7 separate regions of the Mus musculus genome follow, and regions 2, 3, 4, 5, 6 and 7 are each linked to region 1. Evidence: chromatin contacts called from public HiChIP or PLAC-seq and promoter capture Hi-C data. All regions are on one chromosome and are shown on one strand. Each heading gives the region's core, a stretch centred on a gene start, on an enhancer-like site or on the middle of the called end of the contact. The rest is flanking DNA. Distances are from core to core; before and after follow the strand shown.

The links. Promoter capture Hi-C pulls out the DNA fragments that hold promoters and counts their contacts. HiChIP or PLAC-seq counts read pairs in DNA pulled down with a chosen protein or histone mark.
Region 2: an H3K27ac HiChIP or PLAC-seq map of microglia shows a contact between it and region 1, with 5 times the contacts expected there. The contact joins the enhancer-like site here to the promoter of Psap in region 1. A contact is called at or near these places in 7 of 39 promoter capture datasets (the C10 cell line, the HPC-7 cell line, cranial neural crest and 4 more), 2 of 484 Hi-C or Micro-C datasets (bone marrow-derived macrophages and nephron progenitors), 19 of 115 datasets of contacts at active chromatin or transcription factors (the 230-238 cell line, the NIH/3T3 cell line, T-cell acute lymphoblastic leukemia and 15 more) and 3 of 9 other capture datasets (embryonic stem cells, liver and macrophages).
Region 3: a contact with region 1 is called in a promoter capture Hi-C map of embryonic stem cells, with 3 times the contacts expected there. The contact joins the promoter of Cdh23 here to the promoter of Psap in region 1. A contact is called at or near these places in 6 of 39 promoter capture datasets (embryonic stem cells, hippocampal neurons, liver and 2 more), 1 of 484 Hi-C or Micro-C datasets (B cells), 12 of 115 datasets of contacts at active chromatin or transcription factors (the NIH/3T3 cell line, acute myeloid leukemia, astrocytes and 9 more) and 3 of 9 other capture datasets (adipose tissue, embryonic stem cells and liver).
Region 4: a contact with region 1 is called in a promoter capture Hi-C map of second pharyngeal arch cranial neural crest. The contact joins the promoter of Dnajb12 here to the promoter of Psap in region 1. A contact is called at or near these places in 13 of 39 promoter capture datasets (the 3T3-L1 cell line, the C10 cell line, the HPC-7 cell line and 8 more), 1 of 15 datasets of contacts at CTCF or cohesin (large pre-B cells), 11 of 484 Hi-C or Micro-C datasets (B cells, the C10 cell line, CD4 T cells and 6 more), 6 of 115 datasets of contacts at active chromatin or transcription factors (the 230-238 cell line, T-cell acute lymphoblastic leukemia, bone marrow-derived macrophages and 2 more) and 1 of 9 other capture datasets (liver).
Region 5: a contact with region 1 is called in an HNF4G HiChIP or PLAC-seq map of pancreatic cancer cells. The contact joins the enhancer-like site here to the promoter of Psap in region 1. A contact is called at or near these places in 1 of 484 Hi-C or Micro-C datasets (the N1E-115 cell line), 4 of 115 datasets of contacts at active chromatin or transcription factors (double positive thymocytes, embryonic stem cells, microglia and 1 more) and 2 of 9 other capture datasets (liver and pancreatic islet).
Region 6: a contact with region 1 is called in an H3K27ac HiChIP or PLAC-seq map of microglia, with 6 times the contacts expected there. The contact joins the enhancer-like site here to the promoter of Psap in region 1. A contact is called at or near these places in 2 of 39 promoter capture datasets (cranial neural crest and embryonic stem cells) and 4 of 115 datasets of contacts at active chromatin or transcription factors (bone marrow-derived dendritic cells, embryonic stem cells, large pre-B cells and 1 more).
Region 7: an H3K4me3 HiChIP or PLAC-seq map of the SCID.adh cell line shows a contact between it and region 1, with 15 read pairs. The contact joins the promoter of Ddit4 here to the promoter of Psap in region 1. A contact is called at or near these places in 2 of 39 promoter capture datasets (the C10 cell line and pre-B cells), 2 of 484 Hi-C or Micro-C datasets (the N1E-115 cell line and cortical neurons), 9 of 115 datasets of contacts at active chromatin or transcription factors (the 230-238 cell line, the SCID.adh cell line, bone marrow-derived dendritic cells and 6 more) and 1 of 9 other capture datasets (pancreatic islet).

What each region holds. Positions count from the first base shown.
Region 1 is chr10:60,276,262-60,279,158 of GRCm38.p6, reverse strand. It overlaps Psap (prosaposin), which reads right to left and starts at 1,531. Exons shown (of 15, transcript NM_011179.3): 1 at 1,377-1,531. The coding sequence starts at 1,416.
Region 2 is chr10:60,731,285-60,734,181 of GRCm38.p6, reverse strand. The region is part of intron 2 of Slc29a3 (solute carrier family 29 (nucleoside transporters), member 3); the gene reads left to right. Among named protein-coding and RNA genes, the nearest start is that of Slc29a3, 20 kb to the left of the region's middle. Within about 2 kb of position 1,436, at least 45 of the 459 cell types and tissues checked have an H3K27ac peak or open chromatin away from gene starts, as enhancers often do. A contact at or near this core is called in liver and microglia, where this site is marked.
Region 3 is chr10:60,695,027-60,697,923 of GRCm38.p6, reverse strand. It overlaps Cdh23 (cadherin 23 (otocadherin)), which reads left to right and starts at 1,434. Exons shown (of 71, transcript NM_023370.3): 1 at 1,434-1,624.
Region 4 is chr10:59,878,201-59,881,097 of GRCm38.p6, reverse strand. It overlaps Dnajb12 (DnaJ heat shock protein family (Hsp40) member B12), which reads right to left and starts at 1,515. Exons shown (of 9, transcript NM_019965.3): 1 at 1,288-1,515. The coding sequence starts at 1,420.
Region 5 is chr10:59,919,873-59,922,769 of GRCm38.p6, reverse strand. Gm40673 (a long non-coding RNA gene) reads right to left here. Exons shown (of 3, transcript XR_871747.2): 3 at 172-212. Among named protein-coding and RNA genes, the nearest start is that of Gm40673, 12 kb to the right of the region's middle. Within about 2 kb of position 1,514, at least 247 of the 459 cell types and tissues checked have an H3K27ac peak or open chromatin away from gene starts, as enhancers often do. A contact at or near this core is called in the N1E-115 cell line, pancreatic cancer cells and pancreatic islet, where this site is marked.
Region 6 is chr10:60,634,438-60,637,334 of GRCm38.p6, reverse strand. The region is part of intron 4 of Cdh23 (cadherin 23 (otocadherin)); the gene reads left to right. Among named protein-coding and RNA genes, the nearest start is that of Gm51803, 51 kb to the left of the region's middle. Within about 2 kb of position 1,539, at least 33 of the 459 cell types and tissues checked have an H3K27ac peak or open chromatin away from gene starts, as enhancers often do. A contact at or near this core is called in microglia, where this site is marked.
Region 7 is chr10:59,950,321-59,953,217 of GRCm38.p6, reverse strand. Ddit4 (DNA-damage-inducible transcript 4) reads left to right here and starts at 1,448. Exons shown (of 3, transcript NM_029083.2): 1 at 1,448-1,521; 2 at 1,646-1,901; 3 at 2,189-2,897. The coding sequence starts at 1,706. The coding sequence ends at 2,682.

The sequences.
Region 1 (2,897 bases), core at 282-2,781:
GGCTGGAGGGCTGGAGAGTAACCAAAACCAAGTGTCTGTACCTCCAGGGCTTTGTGAAGACTAGACGGGACCTGGAACATTCTAAGCACCCAGAACATCATTAAAAGGCAAGCTATGAGTGGCACCCTGAACTACAGTAGTGCCACACTGAGCCCATAAGTCCTAAGAGCCTCAGGGAGCACACGTGGTTTGCAGTCATCATAGACAACCAACAACTCAATGGTGGACAGTCAAGACAAGCTACCATTCTTCAGTATGACCTTGACGTGAGGCACAGAGCCTGGAGTTTTAGACCAAGGCCATCAGGGTCCTCCCATCTACCTAAGAAGGAAGAAGGAACCCAGTTAACTAGACTGGCAGTCAAATGAACTACATGTGTATTAGAAATAATTTTTCCAAGGAAACAGGTAAGGGGTATAGTGTGACTCAGTAGAGGATGTTCGTTTACCGTGTGTTACGATCCAAGTTCAATGGCCCATACTACAGAGAGAGAGAAAAAGAAGTCTGGTTTTGGTGGTGTGGGTGAATCAGAACTCACGAGTTATGTATGACACAGAGCAAGCAGGACCAAGTGCGTTTCTTTTCATTTTTCTTGCACAAAAAAAAAAAAAAAAAAAATCTCATACACAGTCCAGACTAGCCTTGAGCTTTCTGTGTAGCACAGGCTGACCTCAAATTCAAAATCCTCCTACCTATGCCTTCCAAGTGTGAGTCCCCTGGCGCTGCCTTGCCAACCTGCAGTGCTTTTAAGAAAAATCATTTTAGAAACACTTGCTATAAAATAAAGGCTGGCCAATGGCTTTGCCAGATCAAACAAAAAAATTAAGAGTTCCAATGCAATCGGGACTACACAATTCCCTCCAAGACCTACTACGCTCCTGAGTTCACACAGAAGCCAAAAAAATCACCCCCCGGCCCGGGGCAGACACAAAGACGCTTCCTGCAACTCCCATACGAGTGCAGTCTGGGACAGAGGTCACGGGCCGACCTGACCTGCAGGATGGGGCTTCAAGGCCATGTCTATCACCTACACCAGGATAGAGTCAACACAGCGACGGAAGAGGTCATCGAGTGACCTCTCCCAACCTCCATCCCAGGGAGAACCGCAGTCACCCGCAAGGCCTTGCACAAGGCCTGCACACACAGGACAAGACGTCTCTCCCACCTCCCAGTGGTCCCCCAGTGCAGAGAATCTGGAACAGGTCCCCCTCCGCCACCAGCCCCGATCTGCGCCTGCGCACAGCGAGGCCTGCCTAAGCGCGCCCCGGGAAGCGAGCGGAGGGCGAGGCCGGTACCGCAGGACTGCCCGGTTCCCGGGACCCAGGGGACGCTATAGCGTTCTTCTCTACCAGACCAGGGGACCCTTCTAAGCTCACCGGTGGCCAGAAGGCTGGCGAAGAGGGCGAGGGCGTACATGGCGCCGCTTCACTTCGCAGGCTGCAATGCAGAACGTCAGCTGACCAGACGAATATAAATCTACCCCCCAACCTCGCCGCAGACGCCAGTGCGCAGGCGCGGGCCCCGCCCAAACTGGGCGCAGCTTGACTCAGCGTCGCGCAGCGCGCCTGCGGGGAGGGAGGGTGCGAAGAGGAGCAGGCTGAAAACGCCCAGGGAAGGTGGCGGGAAGGCGCGGGTGGTGGTAATAAAAGAAAACCATATCTGGTGATTAAATCAAGGTCAGGCGCCGAACGGTATCTAACGCCTCTCTTTACCTTTGCAATGTGAGGAATCCAGCCCAGGGCTGGTACCAAGCCCTGAACTGCATCTTGTGCTCCCCCACCCCACCCCACCCCTGAGCCCCAGCATCTTTTAAGTATTACTATTTGTTTTTGAGATGCCGAGTCACTATGGCCTTGCTGGTCGACAATTCAGTGTCGCAGCAGACCTGGAACTCTCAACCTTCTGCCTCAACCCCTTGGAGAATGGTTGGGGGTTGGGGGGCGGGAGCAGGGATTTTTGTTTGCAGTCGCCGGTATTGAACCCAAGGCATTATACTTGATATCAAGTGTTGTACCTCCAAGCTGCACACCACCATTCCCCCCACCCTCCCAGCTCACTCCTTACTTTATTTTTGAAAGAGGGTGTCACCAAATTCCCCAGAAAGTCTCTGAACATGTAATTCTTCTGCCTGACCCTTGTACAGTGGTAGTTAGGGGTTTTTTGTTTGGTTGGTTGGTTGGTTTGGTTTGGTTTGGTTTTTGGTTTTTCGAGACAGGGTTTCTCTGTGTAGCCCTGGCTGTCCTGGAACTCACTTTGTAGACCAGGCTGGTCTCGAACTCAGAAATCTGCCTGATTCTGCCTCCCGAGTGCTGCTGGGATTAAAGGTGTGTGCCACCACGCCTGGCGGTGATTAGTTTTTTTGGTTAGTTTTTTTGTTCGTTTGTTTGTTTGTTTGTTTTGGTTTTTCGAGACAGGGTTTCTCTGTATAGCCCTGGCTGTCCTGGAACTCACTTTGTAGACTAGGCTGGCCTCGAACTCAGAAATCTGTCTGCCTGCTGGGATTAAAGGCGTGGGCCACCACGCCCGGCTAGTGGTTAGTTTTTTAAGACAGGGTTTCCTGTAGCCCAAAGAGGCTGACAACTGGCTGTGCAGCTGAGGATTCGTGTATCTCAGGCAGTCCTCGAACTTCAGTCACTTCCAAATCCTGATCTGCCTGCCTGTGCTACCATACATGTTCTGTTTGGTTCTAGGAACCAAACCCAGGCCTTCAACTCATGTCGGGCAATGACTCTACCAACTGAGTGGCATCTCCAGCCCCCATTTATTGTGATTCGTGCCGTGCTAACAGATGAGACTCAAGCACAAACAGGTTACAGATTTGCCTACATCTTTACACTCAGGATTCAAATTCACAGGCTGCCATTCTGCAGTTGTCAATCAATACAAACTCAGAAAAC
Region 2 (2,897 bases), core at 187-2,686, 460 kb before region 1:
CTCTTTGTAGGGGTTCGGCCAGGAGTCAGAGTGAAGGACAAGGAAGTGTGATTGGCACAGAGAATAAACACATGCCTCAGGACCCTAGAGCTGGCCACAGCTCAGCAACAAAGACGGCTAATACCCAGCTCCATGACAGTGTCCCCAGCAGCCGTGGGGACTGTAGCACATTTCAGAACTGCAGTTAGGGTAGGAAGAGACTAGCGATTTCATGTGTGAGCATCTTTTCACTTCCTACCTCACGTTGGCCAGAGTTAACTCTGGGGCATTGATTCAACTTCCTGCCCCTAGCACCCTTCTGGGAGAGTTACTCCGCCTTCCACACAGCAGACAGTATACAGGCTTGGTGGGCCTGGCGAGCACATAGATCAAGTGTCATTCACTGGAATGGGGCATTCCCGCAGAGAGGTGGCAAGGGGAGGCTGGAGGGACCAGCGTTCCCAGCAAGCTGACCTTTGTTCCCCTGAGGGCAAGGCCAGGCCCAAGGTCCAGGTTTGGCTTGGCCGGGTTCTCACTGATGAGGCTGAACCATTGGAGGGTCAATTCAAGCTCCCTTGGGTTCCTGACAGAATCTAGTACCTAGTGGCTGGGCACCCGCCAGCTTGCGTTCTTACAGGAGACCAGCCTCAGCAGCTCGGGGTCACCTGCAGATCCTTGGTGTATGGGGTTTCCCAGAAGGCCACCTGTCTCCTGAAAGTCAGCTGAGAAGAAGAACCTAGTCAGATGCTATCTGGTACTGATGGGCACTCAGTCCTGTGTGCCTGTCCCATTTGCTTACCTCTCTTGGCTAGAAGCCCACCCTTGGTGAATAGAGCATCCCAGACTGAGAATGCCCCTGGCAGAGGTCATGGGGCCATCTTAAGTGTCTGCCACCAGGCCGGGCCTGCAATCCCAGCTATAGAGACAGGATCAAAAGTTCAAGATTTGGTTGGATAGAGATTGAGTTCAAAGACAGCCTGGATAACTTGGTGAGACTGTGTCCCAAAATAAAGAAACCTAGGGCTCAAGAGGAGAGTGCTTGCCTATCAGGTACAGAGCCCTAGCTTCAGTCTCTCTCTCTCTCTCTCTCTCTCTCTCTCTCTCTCTCTCTCTCTCTCTCTCTCATGCACTCTCTCCCTCTCTCTTTCTCTCCCTCCCCCACTCTCTTACATACACAACATAATCACACACACAATCTCTCTCCCTCTCTCTTTCACTCTCTCTCTCTCTCTCTCTCTCTCACACACACACACACACACACACACACACACACACACACACACACACAGTGCAAATACCATCTTCGCATTTGCATGGGAGGTGCCAGGCCCACTTCATATCACCATCTGCAGGCCAGGCCCTGCTTCTGGCTCAATGGCCCAGCCTGAACCCATTCCCCCACCACTGGCTTGTCCTTCAGAAATGGGGCTTAGTCACCAGCAAGGGACTTGGGCCTCCTGTAGTTGTCAGGGCTAAAAACGCTTCCCAACTGTAAAAGGCAGTCTTCATTGTGGCTGTATGCAAACCAGGACATTCAGTTATCTGGAAAATCCCTGTCCCTAAAATACCCAGGGACTCTGAGTTTCCTTGGAAAAAGCCACAGTTCCAGGTCTGGCCAGGGGATGGAGGGAGCCTGCCAAGGACAGAGGGTTCTCCATTTCTCCTCTAGCCTTTGTCCCTCACTCTCTCCTTTCCCTCCGAGGCCTGCCTGGCCTCACATGGGCTCAGCCAGTGTGTCAGGAGGTAATTGACTGACTGCCCAGCCCAGGCCAGGCTCTGCTGAGCCCATCAGGGCAGGGACAATGAGGGGCACCTGAGAGGCAGCAGGCTGTTTCTAAGACTCACGGGTGATGAGCTGCGATTATCATTTTAATTTCAAGGCTGTCATCTTACAGTCAGGGCGCCCCTTCCAGAGAGCACAAAGCCCTCTGCAGCCTTCAAGAGACCCGAGAGGGTCTGTGCCACAGCCCAGGGGGCACCTGGGGCATTTATGCCTCTCATCTTTGTTCTGTGCTGTCAGTCAGACCCTCTGTCCAGGCCTGACCACAGCCCCACCACTCGCTCCAGGACCTCTCCTTACAGCCATGCAGTTTCCATTGTCCCCAAGGCAGATCCTGCCTCCTCCCCTGGAACTCAGTGAAACTCATCTCTCTTCTGGTTAGGCAAACAGCAGCAACTGTAAGAACCTAGCAGGAAATTCTCACAGATCTTTGGGCTTGGAGCTGTGAAAAAGCCTTCACACTCCTTCTGTTGCTCCCAGTGGGATGCACCGAGCTCCTGGGATGGTGAGTGTGTGTGTGTGTGTGTGTGTGTGTTGGACTCCTCCATCCTGATCGTCGAGGGGATGAGGGTTTTACACGTGTGCACACACTGCTTTGCACTTGGCTCCTGTGATCTCTTTCCTCCATTGTGCATTGCGTTTCTTAAGCACTTGAATACTCACAGGCTGCCTTTTCTTTGCTTAGAGTTAAATGGCTTAATCCATTTAAATCCCTCCTGTTTGTTACACAGCAAATGCTTAGTGTGTGTAAGCCTTACTGCAGCTCAGAGCTCATCTGGGGTTCATGACCAAAGCAAGATAGTCAGCTCTTGGTTGACTTTCCTCCTCCTTCCCTCCCTCCCTCGCTCCCTCCCTCCTTCTTTTCCTTCCTCTCCCTCCTTCTCTTTCTTCCTCTCCCTCCATCCCCTCTATTTCTTCCTCCATAGCATCCCTTCCCCTCCCTCCCTCCCTGTCCCTCTCTGAAGTGCTGGAGCATAGAAGACCCTGAGTTCCCCTCCCTTGCAGTTAGTTTGTTGCGGTTGACTTTAAAGATAGGTATGCCCAGAGACAATGCCCATTCAATCAAGATTCACCTAAAGTGGACAGCTGTTGGGGTTTTCAGAGATTTTAGTTTGTACTACATCAGTCTGTAGCCCTG
Region 3 (2,897 bases), core at 185-2,684, 420 kb before region 1:
TGAGCTGGGGCGCAGGGCACCTGTTTCTAGTTCCCCAGAAGTTTAATTGGGGTGGTTATCATCATCTTCTGTGGTTGTAGACTGCAGATCTGAGGAGATCTGCGCTTACTGTGTCCACAAGGCATCAGTATGAGGTGAGAGGAGAGGGTAGGAGGGGTAGGAGCCCTCCCCTAGACACTTCGTGGGCCTCAGTGAGAGTACTGTCCTACCCACCAGGGCTCTTGGCTGGTACGGAGTCCACAGCCAGAGTATGGGCTGTAGGGATTATCTGGAACATTCACAGGGCACTCCCAGGAGCCAAGCTCTTCTTTGGTTGATGGAAGAGAGTAAATAACTGGGTCATCAACCCATTTTCCAGATGAGCAACCGAGGCACACAGAGGTTAATTAACCTTAATTGTTATGGTTTCAGTTTAAAGCCAGACTTATCTGTCCTCTCTTCTACCCAGTATAACCAGAGGAGGAGTTGAGGCTCAGATAAAGGCAGCAACTTGCCCAGCGTCACACAGCTGAGCCACCTCAGTTCCTAAGCCTTAGGTGATTTTCAGTTCATATTTAGAGACAGGGCTAGGGACACAGGCCCAGTGAGTCTGGAATCAGGCAACCTGGTGGTTTGGGAAGAGAGTGAGGGACAGGTGGCACTGGGGACACCAGCAGGGTGTGGTTTTGGTCCACATTTCTGTGGGGTTCTTGCCCGCTCTCCACCCAGCCTGGAGGGGGGTGCTGTGCTGAGATCCGCCTCTAGGTGGTGCTCTGCACTGCAGATCTGGACTCCCCTGGGGACTGGGAGCCTTTGTGCCCTGGGTAACCCTCATCAGGTGGCAGTATCTTCTAAGTTTCCCGGATGCCTCTGGACAGCAGCTTCCCCGCTTTCTTCCAAAGCTACTTGGCTTTGTCAGAAAAAGGGCTGGCGGGATCTGGGGAGATTCCTTAGGGTGATTTGGGATCACATGTTACTTCTTGGTTGGTCCTTGGCCATGGCCAGCTTATACAATTAAGTTTTTTTTTTCCCCCCAGAGTTGGGGATTGAGCCCAGAGCCTAACAGCAAGCTGCAACCTCGACCCTTTTTGTTGTTTTGAGGTGAGACTTGCTAAGGTGCCTGGGGTTACTTGATGGTCTTCTTGCCCCAGACTCTTGAGTGGCTGAGATTACAAGCCTGTAGCCCCAGGCTCTTGGTCCGCAGCCCTTTCCTCGCCTGCAGAGTGCGGGTGTTTTATTTCTAGAACATTAGGAGAGTTTGATGGGATGTCCTTGTCCAAGGCAGGTACCTCCAGCCAGGAGTGGTCAGGACGATCCCCATGGACAGTGGCGGGCTCTTATGGCATGTCTGCCTGGATGCTGGCTCTTCCTGTCTATGTTTCCTCATAATGGTGGTCCATGTGTCCTCACTCATCCATCACGCCCAGCCTCTCCTGCTCATCCTCATGGACCTCACACTGGCTCACAGAGGAGAGTTGGTGAGGGATGACTATGAGCCTCACTACCTAGCCTCAGACTCCTACCAACCACTTCCCAGTACCTGTAGTACATTTCCTCATGCCCCATAGTGCCTGAGATGCACCTGCCCGTGGTGCTTAGCCTCCTGGGGGCTGGTTGGGAGACATGCCGGAGCAGCTGTGGCCAGGTAAGTGGGGGACAGAAGAGGTGTGTGCACCCAACATTCTAAGTAAACCAGCTGGGAGCCTGTGAATGCCTTCCCTCGACCTCCGCCATCCCTCGCTTGCTTCTGTGTGTCTATAGGTTTATGGCTCCAAAATGAAGACACCCTAGGTCTTTATCCTTGGGAGCTGTCCCGTGACCACTGGACCCCCATGGGAGTAAAAAGCTAACATCTGGGGCTACAGAAGCCTCCACTTCATTTATCTTACCTACAGTCCAGTTAATAGCCACTGGGCCTCAATGATCTCATCAGCGAAATGGGGACAGTACTATAAGCCACAGCATCATAGAGCTGTGGAGAGCTTGAGTGAGCTTGTTGATGCAACCCTCTTAAACTTCTTTGAGAAGATTCTGAGAGTATGAGATGATTTGAGACCTCCCTAAGCAGGAAAGACACCGCCCCCCCCAACCTTCCACTCCATGATTCTTGATGATGAGGAGGCTTGGGTGAGTGTGTGACCTGCTTAGGGTCCTTCAGACAGATTGTGGCAGAGTCAGACTGAATTCTGTTCTCTGAGCCACATCTAGAGCTCCGTAGCACGCTTCCTGTTCTTTACAACCTGGCTAAAATGGAAGTGGCTCTTCTCTCAGGTGGTGTGATGCAGTATGGCCCAGAGGAGGCCCAGATGTCTGCTCCAGGGTGTACTTTTTTGTTTCTGTTTTTGTTTGTGTTTTTGTGTTTTGTGTTTGCTGCACTGGGGGTTCAAACCCAGACCTTTCCATGCTCAATGATAAAGATTTATCTTTCTTTATCTTTATCAGCTCTTTTAAATTTTACTTTGAGACGACATCTTGATAAATTATCAAGGCTAGCCTTGAACTCATTGGCAGCCCAAGCTAACTTTTGGATCGTGATCCTCCTGCCTCAGCTTCTTAAATAGCTGGGATTACAGGTGTGTGCTACTATACTCAGCCCGCTCTTCTTTTATAAAGGGCAATTGGTTTCTGTGTGTAGTTAGCGGGAGACTCTGAGCCTACAAGAGCAGGCCTTGCCCAGTGTCCCTCAGTCCCCATGGGCTCTGCCTTCTCCCTGACCTGTTGTTCATTCTTTGGCCAGCTCCATACCTGAGACCAGGAAAGCCATATGGGACCTGGCAGATCGATGTTTTATCCTAGCTGTCCTCTACTAGAACACATGCAGATGTAACGAGGGGACAGGTTCACTGTGTGACAATAGAGACAAAGCTACAAAACAAAAGCAAGTTCTAGAATGATGTGTATAGTATGACTGTATGTAT
Region 4 (2,897 bases), core at 266-2,765, 400 kb after region 1:
GATCGAAACTCTCTCCTAGCAGAGGCAAAGAGACCAAAGATCAACCTGCAGAGTCAGGAGGGAGGAAAGTTCAGGAACGCAGCTGCCTCTAAGGTCAGCACTCCAAACCTGGGCAGGGAAGGTGAGAGGCTGGCTGCTGCGTCTTCATTTCATTTTAATAAACACGTATGGAATCTCAGGGTTTTCCACTTTCTAGCTGTGTCACATCCTAAGACGCTTATCGATGAGTTAGTTCCTCATCTTGAGAAGATAGAAGGGTGGTGTTCTGTCTTCCTGACTTTACAGGATCAGGTGGCAAAACACACGAGAAAGAACTTTCTACACAGAAAAGCACTATGGGTATTCTTGTTTATATACATTATCTGTTCCAACTTCCTGAACTTCCAGATGGGGAAACCCAAGCTCACGATGAGATGTGGGTCTCTTAATTCTGAAAGTCTGCTACATGTCAGAGAGTTTACTAACTCCACAGAAACAAATCCTGTGTCTTTCTCCTTCCCAGCTGGTATTAAAATTTTCTTTGGTCACTTCGGTTACAAACGCAAAAATGAGGGGGAGGTTACCAGGTAAAGTGAGACGATTGGGTAGCGAAGACAAGATCACTATTCCCTCCCTGGGTTGGGAGGTCTCAGACCTAGGCTATTAGCTACCTGGAGCTCAGCAGCCGTAGCAGTCCATAAGACCCGCCACCCGGGCTTGCTGAGGAAGAAGGTGGGATAGGGTGGCTGACACTGGGATCTTCAACAATCCATCCACTCCGAAACACCGCTTTCAAGAGACTGCAGGAAGGACTGCGAGTTGGAATGTCTTATTTCGCTAAGGGTTCTCTGATTGGAGCGAATGAATTCCTTCCCTCTCTAGAACCCATTCTCCCTTAGAATAGTTATGTTTATTTTCCTGAACTATAATATTTCCCAGGCCGGCCAGTGGCCCTGAGCCACCGAACAGCCCTCTGGGAGAAGTAGTTCGCTTTCGCGTCCACAAGAGTCCTCTTCACCGGGTCTCCCAGCGCGTCTCCTTCCCAGAAACCTCACATTCCAGAGGCCTCCACAAGCACTGGGAAGGGGTTGGGAGCCGGGCCCTCGGGGGTCTCCAGGGGGCCAGCATCCTAGAGACCGCGGCACCGCTGGACTACGAATCCCAGCAGCACCCGCGCGCGCCAGTGCGCAGGCGTAGCCGCGCCTCGCCACCCCTCCCCCCTCCGCCAACTGCTCCCGTCGGTCCGTTCCCGTGGTCCCCCGATCCGTGCTAATGCCCCCTTCGGTCCCTGCGGCGCCTCCCACTCACCGCTGACTCGTGGCGTCGGGTAGAGCCGCTGCGCCTTCTCCAGGAAGCGCAGCGCCCGCTCGGGCTGGTTGCTTTGGATGGCCTTGAGGGCGATGCTGATACAGCGCTCGGCTTCATCCTTGTTGGATTCCATGGCGGAACCCGAGCACGGAACCAGGGAGGGGGAGGCCGGGCGAGCGAAGGGCTGCGCCAGCCGCCGGCGCGTCGCGGGGCAGGCCGGCGCGGAAGGATGACATAACCCTCCGCCCCTCCTTCCCGGGATTTGAGTGAGGGTTGAACCCGGGCGGAAGCCCTACCGTATGTCTCCTAAGAAAGGGGCGTTCGGTTCGGAGGCGCTAGAACGCGCGGGCGCTCTAGAGCGCAAATGCTGAAGTTGAGTGTGCGCGCACGTTCGGGTGGTAGCCTCTGCGTTCCAGTCCGACTATCTGTGAATCGTACAGATGTTTACCGATTGTCAGACGCTGCTGTCTGATGTGGCAGTGGTATCAAAACAAAACCGTGTCCTCACAGAGCTTTCGTGGGTGGGGAGAAGTCAAGTAAACGGAAACATTCAGATAGTGACACAGTCAAGGCAAATATCGAAAAGTAGAGGGATGGAAGGGAGGGCTACCATTTAAGATAGCTTAATATATCAGAAACTCATTTTACAGGCTCTGAACTCTAAAGAAACAGGAACATGTGATTGGAGGAAGGGTGGTTCGACTGGAGGAAATAACAGATGGAAAGGCTCCGCATAAGGATTTTCGTTGTGAGTTATTGCGGGGATTAAGGAGGAGTTTACAGGAGTCACTACAGAGTCACACCAGTCAGGATGCAGCTCAGCCTACCTCCCACTTAAGTGACAGCAACTTAGTGAAGGTTGCCAATGACTTCCACTAGGCTAAATCTCCTGGCTATTTCTTAGCCCTTGCACTATGGTCTTTCACAAGAAACTACAATAAACCAAATGAATGTTAAAGGGTGCAATGCGATGGTGGTGTAAGCCTTCAATCCCAGCCCTTGGGAAGCAGAAGGACTCTGAGTTCAAGGCCAACCTGGTCTACAAAGTGAGTTCCAGGACAGCCAAAGGTACAAAGAGAAACTCTGTCTCGAGAAACAGACACAAACAAAAGTTAAAGAGCAGCTGTTATAATCAAGTGAGACTCGGTGAATATATATTCATCGAGTTGCAGATACACACACATATACATATATATAAAGCATAAATATATAACATAAACATATAAAACATATAAACACACACACACACACACACACAACTAGAAAAGATCATCCGAGTGAGATAATCCACACTCAGAAAAACAAACATGGTATCTCACTTATAAGTAGATTATAGCCATAGATAGAGTACAGGATAACCATTCTACAATCCACAGACCCAAAGAAGCTAAGTAACAAAAAGAGCCCAGGAAAGGATGTTTGAATCTCACTGAGAAGAGGAAATGAAATAGTCACAGGGGTAGAGGGAGGGATGGAGCAGGGTTGGAAAGGAGGTGGGCAGGGGAAGAGGAGGGGTGAGTGTTGGGAGAACTGCCATGGAGACTTAGCTGGGTCGGAACTCCCTCTGAGAAGTTTGAATATTAGATGTTTGATATAGGGAGGATGTATTG
Region 5 (2,897 bases), core at 265-2,764, 360 kb after region 1:
TGGGTTCAAGAGGACCCCAATTAACTGGGTGTCTTAGTCAGGTTTTCCATTGCTGTGAACAGACACCACGACCAAGGCAACTCTTATAAAGGACAACATTTAATTGGGGTTGGTTGCAGGTTCAGAGGTTCAGTCCATTATCATTAAGAGAGGAGCATGGCAGCATCCAGGCAGGCATGGTGCAGGAGAAGCTGAGCGTTCTACATCTTGATCTGAAGGCAAACAAGAGAAGACTGGCTTCCAGGCAGCTAGGATGAGGGTCTCAAAGCCCACCCCCATAGTGAAACACTTCCTCTAACAAGGCCACACCTCCTAATAGTGCCACTCCTTGGGCCAAGCATATTCAAACCACCATAATGGGACAGGGTGGCTTGTCTGCTCCCATGTGTTAATGTCTCTTTCCAAACCAGGCCAGACCACTCTTGTTGATATAACACCACGTTTAAGTGGCTTCTATTGGTCCTTGTCACATGCTAATCGATGTGCACCCAGAACAGGAAGATATTTTATTTATTGTAATGGTGCACGCGTGCGTGCGTGCGTACATGTGTGTATGTGTGCGTGCGTGTGTGTATGTGTGCGTGCGTGTGTGTATGTGTGCGTGCGTGTGTGTGTCTGCATTCCTGCAAGGGGCTGCCAGAGGTCAACCTTGAGGGTCATTTTCAAGGGTCCCTCACTTGGCTTAGAAACTCCCTGAGTCACCCAGGCTTAAGCATCAGCGTGCCTCTGCTTCTGCAGTGCTGGGATTACCGAAGCATGCCACCATGCCCAGCATTTCCCATGAACCCCATGGGAACTCTGGTCCCCAGGCTTGCATGGCCAGCACCTTACGAACAGAGCCATCTCCCCAGCACTGAGCTGGAAGTCCTATGTAAACACTCCCTGGGGCTCTTCCTGGGGTCTCTCTCCTCACTACGTCCCATCCAGTGCCCTGCAGGAGCTCACTAGACAGTAACAGTGAGCTTTGGGGGATCTTTCTGAAGACTTCTTAGGACGACCTGGAGGGCTTCCAGGTGGAGGTGAGAAACAAGGCAGGCTCAGAGATGGAGCAGAGTTAAATTAATGGAAGGGAAGCTACTGGAGGAGTTTCTGGGAGGCAATAATGAGGTGAAGTAGAACCCCAGAACTCTCTCGGGATTCAGATGTCCTTTCAGGCCACGCCTGTGCCAGATGGCAGGCTCGGGTTAGCAATCACGAGCCTTGCTGGGCTTGGAGCTTCAGCTTCTTCCAAGAGACTGACTTTTGAGGAATCCTCCGGCTTGGGAGGCATGACGTATTTGCCGTGGTTCCAGCTGCTAATGAAACCTATGTCTAACAGCCCAGGAAGAACACCGTCTTCCTGACACAGTGTCCTCACCCCTGTTTTCATGTTTACGGGCATCAGGTGCTTGGCACAGGCTGCCACGCCCAGCTGAGAAAACAACCTGCCAGAACTTCCAGTCCCTCTGCCACTCCTGGCTAGCCTGCCACCCTGCGCCACGCCCCTACTGGCCAGAGCACCGCCCGCTCGCTCGCTTTTCTTTTGTCCCCTGCTTGGTCTATTTGCTTGCTTAGACTGTTGTTTATCAACAGGGAGCAGAACATTGGGCTGGCAGCAGAAATGCACGTGGCAATGGTGGCACCGCCCCACACCCCGCCATCAACACATTCCTACGAGCTGTTTGCCGCTGTCTAAGCTGGGTGCGCACACATTTGCATCAGCTCCTGCCAACACAGCTGGGCCTCCAGCTCGTGCACGCAAAAGCCCCCTGGTTTTGCCAAACGTATTCCCGAGTTCACGGGTACAAGAACATCACATGCTCCTCCCTCTGAACTGGGCGGGCCAACCAACCGTTGCTTGCTGCTGCGAGATCTCGGGCAGTGAATTTAACCTCTCTGGGCACCAGATGCTTCGTTGTAAATAGGAATAATAATTACTTCCAGAAGGTGAACATATGTGGCTTTCATGAGGGCGTTATGACCTCTGTGAGGGCTTTCCTATAGGCTTCGAGGCTTAGGAGGGAACAGCCACCCACCCGGGCTGTTGGGACTGGAGTTTCCACTCTAGAATCTGGTCCTGGGCTTTCTGTGTCGCCCTCCCGCTGTTAGATAGCCTTGTGAACAGACAGTACCAGCTGAGAGCTTTGAGTCAGGCCCATCACCTGTCCACAACCCTTCTTAGGAAGAACGGGTATAAAGACTGTGTGGACTACTGTGATATGAACCAGAAGCTTGGGAATTCTGTCCGCAGCCGCAGGGGCTTGTGGGGGGAAAGCAGAGGCACAGTTTGAGCATTGGCCACTTCCTGTCCCCCTTCTCTTGGCCTCTGTGAGCCCAAGTCTATGCTTTCATTCTATCTGCTGGAGACCTGATTTTTGAATTGGGGGCTACCCCACTCATCATTGCCACATCTGGGGGCCTCACTCAAGCTGTCCTACCTGCCACGGGGACCATCTCCTGCTCCTGACTTCTCCTCTGTCTGTCTCAGCCCTCAGGCCCCTTCCTGGCAGTAGCCACTTTGTTGCTGTTGTAGAAATTATGTTGCCTGCTTGCTTTGTTGTTATTGTTTTTATTAATTAGAGTCTCAGAAACTGCACGCCTTAAATCCCAGCACTCAGGAGACAGAGGCAGGTAGATCTCTGTGAGTTCGAAGCCAGCCTGGTCTACAGAGAGCAAGTTCCAAAGACAGCCAGGGCTGCACAAAGAAACTCTGACCTGAAAAAAAAAAAAAAAACCGACAAAAAGCCAGCGTCTCTTGTATCCCAGACAGGCTAGAACTCACTAAGGAACCAAGGATGCCCTTGAACGTCTGATCCTCCCACTTGTACTGCCTGAGTGTCCTGACAGGGTGTGTACCACCACACCCAGATTATGAGGTGCCAAAGATCGAACACAGGGCTCCTTTCTAGATGTGTACC
Region 6 (2,897 bases), core at 290-2,789, 360 kb before region 1:
TCATTGCTTGAAGCATCAGCCCCACTATGGGCCACGCCCGTGCTTGTTGACAGGGATTCTGGATATTAAAGGCAGCCATGCCTGCTTAGCATTTGCTGCTACAGTTTCTGCCTTCAATAAGGTCATAGCTTTCTCTCTTCCCTGCCCATACCCGGACAGTCCCTTAGAATGCAGTGGGCTGTGGAGTTCAGGAGCTGTGGCTGGTTGGAGACTGTGGTCAGGTGATCATGGCTGTGCTGGCTTGGCTCCCCTGCCCAGCAGTATCCTGAGTCTCTGCATCAGAATCTCTGATCGTCCAGGGAATTCCCTAACCTGCCAAGGTGACCAAATCCTTAGCAATGAGGCCAGGCTGTCCACCTAAGGGTGGACAGTATCAGAAATCAGAAATATATCTGCAGGCTGACAGTCTCACTCCTGAAGGAGGGCTCAAGTCTGAAGTACTAGTTTCCTTCCTGCTGCATGCCCTTGCAATGGCTGCCTCAGTTTCCCTATCTTATAATCTAGGCATAGCAGGCCTCTGTCACTGCGTGCCTTGCCTGTTCCCAGTAGGTCTGACACTAGAGGAGGCTTAAGACACCCCCCCCCACCTTGCCACCTGTAGAGATTTTCAGTCCTGACCTATGACCCCTAGTTTTATTTTACTTAGAAGCTCAGGGCGGAGGGGTGGAGGGTTAGCCAGAGATCCTGTGTTCTTAGCACATTCTTAGCTAATGCTGCTGCTGTGTGGAGGGGGTGCAGACCCCACTTGGGTCTGCTGTGTTAGCCCCGCTGTACCCCCTGAGTATCAGAGTGCTGCCTTATCCAGCCTGGGTGATTCAGCCCTGGACAACAGCTAGCCTTAGAGCAGTGGTTCTCAATCTGTGGGTTGCAACCCCCTTCGGAGGTTCAAACAACTGTTTCCCAGGGATCACCTGAGACCATTGGAACACACAGCTATTTACATTACAATTTGTAACAGTAGTAAAATTGCAATTATGAAGTGGCTGGGGATCACCACACCGTGAGGAACTGCATTCAAGGGTTGCAGCATTAGGAAGGTTGAGAGCCACTGCCTTGGAGCGAGGTGTGGGATCCCAGGAGCCTCTCTGCCTGTCTTGCAGGCTTGCAGGCCTCCTGATTGGGAAACAGGTTATGCTCGCTTTACCTCAGCTGGAGTCCCTCCTAGGTACCAGGCAGGCACGTCAGCGAGGAAGGACACTGGAGAGATGACTCTACTTATGGGCAAGCTCCACCCCCAGCCCCGCCTCCTGTGTTTACAGAGTGGTCATACGCAGTCCATAATCACTCCTGACAGCCTTCATTAAAAGCACAGGGACAATTAATAGTCAATTAAGGCACAGAGAGCTGCTTTCCTTCTCTAGGTGCTTCCCCACTGACACTTGTCACCGAGGGAGTCCCAAGGAATCTGTGGACGTGGGATGTCATGGAGGGGATGGTGGCTTCTGAAGCTGGGGTGGCCGAAGCTCCTGGCTGAGCACTCTGTGGTGCATTCAGCCACAGGCTATGGAGGAAGTGCTTGAGCCTGGTCGGTCCCCAAGGGAGCACTCACTTCACTCTCAGAGCATCCATCTTCCTGTACAGCAGGGCTGGTTAGTGTAGTTCGCAGAGTGTTATGCTTTTGTGATGAAATACTGAATGGTATGTGCTGCGTGGCAAGGATGGTTGTCCCCCCACCGGCTCAGCTGGGGATGTCCCTTCCTCCTGTGCAGGGCACTGCAACAGACCTGAAGCCATGCAGACAGCAACAGCACCAGGTCTTCCCTGGCCTCCTTCAGCCTCTTACTTTTTAATTTGTTTCCATTCATTTATTTATTTATTTATTTATTTTACAACCTAATCACTGCTCCCTCTCCCCATCCTCCTCAAACATAATCCCTCCCCTTTTCCTCTGAGAGGGTGGGGGCTCCCCTGGATATCACCCCTCCCCCATTTGTCACATCAAGTCTCTGTGGGGCTAGTCACATCCTTTTCCACTGAGGCCAGACAAGGCAGCCCAGTTAAGGGAACAGATTCCACAGGCAGGCAATAGCTTTAGGGACAGCCCCTACTCCAGTTGTGAGGGGACCCACATGAAAACCAAGCTACACATCTGCTACATATGTGCCGTGGGCCTCCGTCCAGCCTCAATATACTCTTTGGTTGGTAGTTTAGTCTCTGTGAGCCCCCAAGAGTCTAGGTTAGTTGACTCTGTTGGTCTTCCTGTGGAGTTCCTATCCCCTCCAGGACCCACAATCTTCTCCCCAACTCTTCTATAAGACACCCCAAGCTCTGTCCAATGTTAGGCTGTGGGTCTCACACAGACTCTTACAGTCTCTGGAAGAGAAGATAGAAGGCGAGGTGTGTGTGTGTGTGTGTGTGTGTGTGTGTGTGTATTCGTTCTTCTAGATGAGGCCTCTGACCTCAGAAAACCAGGATCCCAGGGTGGACAGCCTCTTTGGAGAATGAAGATGCCCACCCCTGACTCCACGGAAGATGCAAACAGCTCTGTTGGAGGCCGTGCTCTTCCTTAGCTCGGTGCATGTGTGTGGTGGGCTGGAGAACTCAGGCAGCAGAATGGCATTGCCTGCCGTTCAGCCCCCAAATGTCAATATCTGGGTCTGTTTGGGAAATAGCATGTTCTGAAATTAGACCAGGAACTGTATAGAAAAGACAGCCTGCCTGCCTATGACCCCCAACAGGGACTGATCCCTGCCTCAGCCTGGTGCCCTCATTCAGGGTGCTGACATATGGACGGTGACACATGACATCCGACACGTGCCCAGCACAGATCCGGGCACACCGTCAAGGCTTCAGTTCTCAGCTCCTCCGCTCCCCACCCACTTCCTGGCAGAAAACGACACTTTTTTCCTCTCCTGAAATCATATTCTGCCTTGTTCCATGCTCATTAAAGGATGCTA
Region 7 (2,897 bases), core at 199-2,698, 330 kb after region 1:
GGCAGTGGGGGTGGGGCTGGAAAGGACAGTGGCCTGACTTCCCTGGCAAGTGTCATGTGTCAAAGCAAACCTGCCCTGTAGCGATGTGATGCTTGCCTGTCTGATCTGGTTTGGTTCCTGCCCGCCGGGCCAGAGTGTCTGATGTAAGTTTGGTCTTTTCTTCCATCAGGGTCCCAGTGTCCTACATTAACAAACCTTTTTATAAAAAAAAAAAACAAAAAAAAAAACAAAAAAACAGGTCTAGTCCGACTGAATCTCCTCCTACCCTAAACAAATCGCTATCAGCCCTAGAGCATCGCTGCCAGGCTATATTTCCTGTTGCCTCGCCTGAATGATGAAACCCCATATGGCTCTTGCATTTGGACTTTTCCAAAGACCTCGGTCCTGGGTTCCATTGAATTGAATTCTCCTGCCACCCCACCCCCCACCCCCGATCCGCCGCTTTTCCCCCCCTTAACACAAAGCATGGGAGGGGTTCTAGGACCCGGCGGACGCCAGGGGCTCTGCCGCAGTGGGTTTGGGAGGCACTTGGCCCTGCAGTGTTCTGTCCCCCTAAGGCCTGCGGGTGGGTCACTGTGTCGGTTTGATGTGAGCCCTTGTTCCCTGGCCGTGGACCAGGCGCTAAGAATCGGAGTCCGTGAACTCTAACTCCTACCCAAACCCTCTGCTAGAGGACAATCTCGAATTGGCAAGCACTTGATGTCCTCCTGAACCTACACCCTGCTCCCCCGGGGCTGCAGAGTAACAGGAACACTGATGAGGGGACGTGGGAGCCGATGGCCCTGAGATGCCTTGTCTTTGGACCTATTACCAAAAGTGCATCGCGTGTCAGAAGCAAAGACAGCGTGGGACTGATGCTCATGGGACAACGGAGTAACGTCTGCCGCCGCGCCACGGTCCCATGGGGCATCCAGTTGTGCGCCCGGTAGTGTCCTTGGCCCTTGGGCTCCCAGAAGCTAGGGGTACCTTTCTCCCCTGCTCAAGCCGCACCAGGTCCCCCAACTCTTCTTTTCAGTGCAGTCACGGGCCGTCCCCTCCCCCAGCAACGCGCCCCTATAATAAACAAGTCTTTCCTTGATCCTCCCCTACCGCGAGCGCCCTCAGGGACCTTGGCAGCTGCTGAAAGCCGCCTCGGATCCCTTCCAGAAAGGGGGTGTGGCCGAAGCTAAGGCGAGGGGAGAGGGGTTCGGCCGGGAGCGTTCTGGGGCTCCGTGGGGGCGGGGCCAGGCCGCTGTCACCAGGCAGGAGAGAACGTTGCGAACGTGCGCCCGGTGCCTATTGGCTGAGGTGGGCCACACTCCCGGGTCTCGATTGGGCTGCGACCTGGAGGGGGCGTGGCCTCGCCGGGAGAGCCCTTATAGGCTGCTGCTCGCTGGTGCTAGGGATCGCAGCAGGCAGGGGGGAGGTGCGAGAGGGTTCGAAGGGACAGGTCCGGGCAGCGATCGGGGGTTGGCACCAGTTCGCTCACCCTTCGAGAGGCAGAGCGCTCTTGTCCGCAATCTTCGCTGACCGCGCTAGCTGGTGAGTGTCCCTCCCGGGTGTGCACATCTTGTCGGGGAGTGACCTCGGCTCTTGGGGCCTCAGAGCCCTCAATCCTGTGCAACGCCGACACTGACGCCAAATCCTTGTCCCTCTTGTCTTTCAGCGGCTTCTGTGCGCCTTCATTCGGACCTTAGCAGCCAGCGTCCTGGCGTCTGACCCCGCCATGCCTAGCCTCTGGGATCGTTTCTCGTCCTCCTCTTCCTCTTCGTCCTCGTCTCGAACTCCGGCCGCTGATCGGCCGCCGCGCTCCGCCTGGGGGTCTGCAGCCAGAGAAGAGGGCCTTGACCGCTGCGCGAGCCTGGAGAGCTCGGACTGCGAGTCCCTGGACAGCAGCAACAGTGGCTTCGGGCCGGAGGAAGGTGAGCACTCAGCCGGGGCCGAATTGGGTTCGGGGATGGGGGGTGGGAGGGGTCCCGGGAGGTGGGTACGAAGCGAGCTGAATCGGCTCAAAGCCACCTTGGCTTCCCACCCCAGCACGAAAAAACAGATTACTCTAGGGTTAGAAGACAAGACTGCGGGGCGGAAACTGAGGCACGGAGTGGAAAGGGACACTGTTTGCTTAGGCAAACTGCACCTCCCCCGCCCGTACAGCTCCTGTGGAAGGCGCTCTAATACAATACCCTTTCCCTGTGTTCTCTCTATCCAGACTCCTCATACCTGGATGGGGTGTCCCTGCCCGACTTTGAGCTGCTCAGTGACCCCGAGGATGAGCACCTGTGTGCCAACCTGATGCAGCTGCTGCAGGAGAGCCTGTCCCAGGCGCGATTGGGCTCGCGGCGCCCTGCGCGTTTGCTCATGCCGAGCCAGCTGGTGAGCCAGGTGGGCAAGGAACTCCTGCGCCTGGCATACAGTGAGCCGTGCGGCCTGCGGGGGGCACTGCTGGACGTGTGTGTGGAGCAAGGCAAGAGCTGCCATAGCGTGGCTCAGCTGGCCCTCGACCCCAGCCTGGTGCCCACCTTTCAGTTGACCCTGGTGCTGCGTCTGGACTCTCGCCTCTGGCCCAAGATCCAGGGGCTGTTAAGTTCTGCCAACTCTTCCTTGGTCCCTGGTTACAGCCAGTCCCTGACGCTAAGTACCGGCTTCAGAGTCATCAAGAAGAAACTCTACAGCTCCGAGCAGCTGCTCATTGAAGAGTGTTGAACTACATCCTGGGGTGGGGTGCGGGGAGGGTTTCTCACTGCCCCCCAAAGTGAAGACAAGGAATTTCTGTGGTGGAGACCCGCAGGCAAGGACTGAAGGACTGTCCCCTGTGTTAGAAAACTGACGATAGCCACCTGAGGGGCGCAGGGCCAGGTGGGGGAAGGAAGTGTTCTCCAGGAAGTCTCTAGGTTGTATGCAGGTGGCTCCCTGTTGGG